Regions from separate parts of the Sus scrofa genome. Here region 1 is linked to region 2. A link is a contact called in public promoter capture Hi-C data. All regions are on one chromosome and are shown on one strand. Each heading gives the region's core, a stretch centred on a gene start, on an enhancer-like site or on the middle of the called end of the contact. The rest is flanking DNA. Distances are from core to core; before and after follow the strand shown.

The links. Promoter capture Hi-C pulls out the DNA fragments that hold promoters and counts their contacts.
Region 1: a promoter capture Hi-C map of fetal liver shows a contact between it and region 2, with 4 times the contacts expected there. The contact joins the promoter of GLTP here to the promoter of ACADS in region 2. A contact is called at or near these places in 2 of 5 promoter capture datasets (fetal liver and liver) and 1 of 2 datasets of contacts at active chromatin or transcription factors (alveolar macrophages).

The regions. Positions count from the first base shown.
Region 1 is chr14:41,090,270-41,092,969 of Sscrofa11.1, forward strand. It overlaps GLTP (glycolipid transfer protein), which reads left to right and starts at 1,364. Exons shown (of 5, transcript XM_021072515.1): 1 at 1,364-1,628. The coding sequence starts at 1,526.
Region 2 is chr14:40,641,658-40,644,357 of Sscrofa11.1, forward strand. It overlaps ACADS (acyl-CoA dehydrogenase, C-2 to C-3 short chain), which reads left to right and starts at 1,258. Exons shown (of 10, transcript NM_213898.1): 1 at 1,258-1,307; 2 at 2,632-2,700. The coding sequence starts at 1,262.

The DNA of each region.
Region 1 (2,700 bases), core at 114-2,613, 450 kb after region 2:
CTAAAAGATTGACTTGAAAATATTGAATAAGGCCTAGCAATTATTTTTCTGATACTGGTGCTTTCTCATAGCCCTTAGGATAAAATGCAAACTCTATACCCTCCTCCATACCCAACAAACCCTTGCCACCTCTCTGAGCTCATTTCCTATCCCTCCACTACTCTGCCTCTTCCACTCACTCCACTCCACTCCCATCCTCTTCCTGGTTCCCCCGGTTGCTTGCACATGTGCCAGCCACTTTGGCTATTTCCTACTTCTCCTTCTGGTCTTGGATCAAATGTCACCACTTCATAGATACTTATTGCCCCTAACTCCCTACATCCTATCCCAGCCATGCCCTCTGTCATCCCGTCACTCTATCCTGTTTTATTTTCTTCATTTATACTTATCAGTATCCAATATTGTCTTATTTATTTATATTTCTTAGTACTGTATCATGTTGTATAGTATTGTATTGTGCTGTGTTGTCTCCTTGACTAGAATGTCAACCCCATAGGAAGAGGGATTTCTCTGTACTGTTCATCACTTTATCCTCAATGCCTAGTACAGTGCATGGCATATAGTTAGGGCATGATGAACTATTTATTCTGGAATGACTTAGAAGCTCTCAACAACTGCATGCTAGATATTTGGAACAGGTAGGCATTGGCTTTTAGGACACAAGCCCCTAGGTGGGTTGTAGCAGAAGTGGACAAGCATGTACTATGGGCTATTGGGGTGAGGTCTGGTTTGGGGAAACAAGAGCAGGTTAGGTGGCGATTGAGTTGGACTGTAAACTGGCCTGAGGCTAATGGGTAATATCAGACTGTTGAAGTAACACTGGTTCCCAGATTTCAGGAAACAGGAGTCCTAGTTAGGCATGGGCTGAGTTAAATTGTGACTTGAGCAGTGTCCAATAGGTATAAGATCTCTGAAGAAGAATCAAGCGTCCTCACTGGTTGTAGCTAAATAGAAAACTGTAAACAGAACAGTGTCCAAAAAGTCACTTGGGGCTGTTGGAGAATAGGTTCTGTTTGAGGGGAAACAGATGTCCTGAGGGACACTAGGCTGACTGGACTGTAACCTGGGCGGGTGGATGAGATATGACCTGGGCAGGTCCACGTCCTCATCAGGCGAGGACCTGGCCTGAGCCAGCCCGTCTGGGGACGGCAGGAAACACAGCTGGGAACAGGCCACCAAGGAGCGGCTCACCTGGGCGTACCTGGACCCAAGAGTCCGCGCGCTTCCGCGCCAGGAGAGCTGGCCCCGCCCCCCAACCAATGGCGGCGCAGAGGTCCGCGGAGGCGGGCTCTGATTGGGCCAGAGGGGTTGGTGTGGCGCGCCGGACAGCTAAGGCGCTCGGCCTGCGGGAGGCGCTGAGCGCTCGGCTACGCGGGGCGCGGCGCGGGCGGAAGTGGCGACGCTGGCGTCCCCTGGGCCTGCGGCTGGCGGCAGTGACGGCCCCGGCGCTGACGGCGGCGGCCCGGGGGGCGGCGTGGACGCCCGCGGCGCCGGCTGGGGCATCACCGCGGGCCTCGACCCCGAAATGGCGCTGCTGGCGGAACACCTGCTGAAGCCTCTGCCCGCTGACAAGCAGATCGAGACCGGGCCCTTCCTCGAGGCGGTGTCTCACCTGCCTCCCTTCTTTGGTGAGCGAGGGTGAAAGGGGGAGCTGGCCGGCAGTCCTGTCCCAGAGCGCTCCCAGGCGCCTGCATCCTCCCGAGCATTGCCAAACCATCCCTTTCCTGGACACCCCAACTCCTACTTCCCCAGGCGTCCGAGATCCCTTTTTCCTTCAGGCACCCCAGATCTCCCCTGTTCCAGACCGCTTCCAAATGCTCTCTCCCCGGAACGTATCACATCCTTCATTTTTTCTCAGACATCTCCAAACCCTCTGTCTCCCCAGACATCTCACATTCCAACATATCCTTCAGACCGCGGCAGTTTTTCAGTCCCTGTGCACCCCAATCGTCCATCTCCCCACAAACACCCCTTACTCTTCTAAATCCCCAATTCTCCATCTCCCCCCTTCCCCCCAAGTCCTTCATTCATCACCCCATCATCCCCTTCTTCTCTCAAATAGCTCCCCTTAAAACGAATCCCCTCACTTAATAAACCCCACTTTTTTGTGTCTCCCAGCCTCTTCCTCATGGAACCTTCCTTGAGAACCCTTCTTTCCTCAGAATTCCCTCATTCCAGATCAGAGACACCCACCCCTACCCCCACTCCAAGGGCAGGAAGCCTGTCAAGATGAGGAGAGGGCTTTTGAAGATGGATTTGCAAAACTCTGGAGCCCTTTCCTGGGGAGAATCACCTAAAGTTTTCCCTCTGCTTGGAATAGGGGGTCTGAACCAGGGGGGGCTGCTCTGTGTGGTGACATCAGACACTGGATGCCTGGCATGGACTCTAAAAGAAAAAGACCCCTCCCCCATGTGTCCTGCCCTGGGAGGTCATAGGAGCCCTGGAGGCGGCACTAAGTTGGTTGCAGACCCTCCTTTCTCCTGTCCCTCAGCCCAGCCCATGCCCAGGACGGAAAATGGGAAATAGAAGACAGTACCATCTACCCCTGCCCTTTGCCTTTCTGGTCCTGAGTAAAGGGTGCAACCTGAGCTCAGCTTTCTTGTCTTCCATGTGGGCTTGCCCAGTGCCCCGCCCTGCTGGTTCACTTGGTGGCCTCCCAGGAAGAGACCAGTCCCCAGGGCAGAGTCCAGCTGAAGCCCG
Region 2 (2,700 bases), core at 8-2,507:
AATCTTCCTCCCAGCAACCCAACTCCCTTGCAACCTCTTGGCACAAGAATAGGCGGGGATTTGATAAGATTTCGGGTGCTACCTACCAGGAATAAATACAATAATGGGATGGAGAGTGTGTGGGAGGAAACACTGGCATCCCGAAGTCAGGGGAGGTCTCAGTGAGTGATGAAGGGAAGGAGCGCTCTAGCTGAGGGAAGGATGACTGCAAAAGGCCAGAGGCAGGAACCTGACAGAGGTGCTGGAGCTGCCCCATGAGTAGGCTCAATAGTACCTGCAGCTGTCCTGCTAAAACTGGGAGGCTACTACATACTGCAGGTAACCACCATTCTTAACCCACTAACAAACTTTATAGCCTACCTTTTTTTTTTTTTTTTTATTGTCTTTTTGCCATTTCTTGGGCCACTCCTGCGGCATATGGAGGTCCCAGGCTAGGGGTCTAATCGGAGCTGTAGCCGCCAGCCTATGCCAGAGCCACAGCAACACAGGATCTGAGCTGCGTCTGCAACCTATACCACAGCTCATGGCAATCCCAGATCCTTAACCCACTGAGCAAGACCAGGGATCGAACCTGCAACCTCATGGTTCCTAGTCGGATTCGTTAATCACTGTGCCACGATGGGAACTCCAGCCTACCATTTTTAATACTCTCCCTTTGAGGCATAATCATAACCAGCTCAACCTGCTTACACCAAACCGACTTGAAATCCCTAGTCGCTTTCTCATCAGTTAAGTCATATAGCACTTGTAATTGCAGCAATCCTAATCCAAACCCCATGAAGCTTTATAGGAGCAACAGCTCTAATAACTGGCCACGGCTTAACATCCTCTATGATATTCTGCCTCGCAAACACTAACTATGAACGCCTACATAGCCGAACCATAATGCTAGCCTGGGGCTTTACAGACATTTTTACTGCGTGAGGTTGGAGCAAGGATAGCAAGTGCGTGGTGGGCGCGGAGTCGGGGAAGTAGAGGGCATAGGCCCCAGAGGGCATCTCACTCAGCTAAACTGGATTTTAGGAGAGATCAGCCCACCCTCGAAGAGTTTAAAAATCCTGAGTGCACTCCGAAAGCGGGACAGTTAAATTTTAGCTCCTGGGAGGGAGGCGGGACTCGGGAGGACCCGCCCCCGATGCCTGAGGGGCGTGGCCTTTGGCTCGCGCCGGCCCCGCCCCCCGCGACCCGGAACCTTGCTCACTGTTGAGAGGTCTCCGGGTAGCAGTGCAGTATTGTCACCTGACTCCGGTCTCAGTCCTTCATGGCTGCCGCGCTGCTCGCCCGAGCCTGCGGCCCTGTCCGCGGAGGTGAGTGCAATCCGCCTCCACACAGTGGGGAGGGACCGCGACCCTGTCCGCCGTCGGGCTTGCGTCCCGGCGATCTGTTCTCCCCTGCGGCCTGCGGGTGATTCTCCTCTGGTTGCGCGCGGCCTTTGCCCCAGTTAGGCTGCTCCTCGCGCCTGCGTAACCTCACCCCTTCTCTGACCGCTATCCCAATTCCCACCGCTGCATCCACATCCCCTTTCCCTCGTTGACCCTCCGCGGAGCTTGAAGGTGCGCCCTTCTTTAGAAGCCAGGCCTGGAATTGAACCCAGACTCTGAATATGTGACCTTTGGCAGACGCTCAGCCCCTGTCAGCCTCAGCTGCCCCATGTCTAAAATGGCCAGTGTATTACTGTTATTCTCATAGGGCTGTTATAAGGATTAAATCCCAGAGTAGGTAAAACACTAGTACAGTGCTGGCATATTACAGGTGCTCAGTAAGTATTAGCGCTCGTTGATGATTTCATGCAGTACCTTTCCCATATTTTCATTTCTCTCCAGCAGTGGCAGCAGTGACACTTGTGGCCAGGGCTTCCTTAGCCTGGTCAAGACCCACTTACCCCAAATACAAACAATAAAGGGAACCCTCATTGAGAGCTGTCTCTGCCAGAGCCTGTGCTGAGTGCTATAGTTAGTGACTCTTTGCCCTCCCAGCCCAGGAGCTGAATGCTGTTTTCTTCTGCATTTTAGAAAAACCCAGGCTCAGTGAGGTTAAGATCCTTGCCTCAGGTCACAGAGCTGTGCTCTTATTATTGGTGTTGTATTGACAACTGAGTCGGATGGTTGTACAAAGTGTTTAGTAAGCAGAGTAAACATTCAGTTCATTTCTCAACAGCAGTGCTATTGATATTTGGAGCCCATAATTCTTTGTTGTAGTATCTGTCCTGTACAGTGTTAAGCAGTGTTTCTGGCCTCTAGACACTCCATACCAATAGCATTCTACTCTGCTATTGGGGGAGAATATCGTCTGTGTTGGAGAACCACCCAGTTAGTGGATCCTTATTATTATTTGTGTTTTTAGAGCCACACTTGTGGCACATGGAAGTTCCCAGGCTAGGAGTCAAATTGGAGCTGCAGCTGCTGGCCACAGCCACAGCCACAGCAACGGGGGATCTGAGCCTTCTCTGCGACCTACACCTCAGCTCATGGCAACACCGGAACCTTAACCCACTGAGTGAGGCCAGGGATCGAACCCGGATTCTCATGGACACTAGTCAGAGGATCCACAGTGGGAACTCTTGTTATTATTATTATTACACAAGACCTCTTGGGTCCCCCTTCCACTGACTCCTGTTCTTCTCACTGGCAGCTCTCTGGCCTCGGGACTGTCGTCGCTTGCATACCATCTTCCAGTCTGTGGAACTGCCTGAGACATACC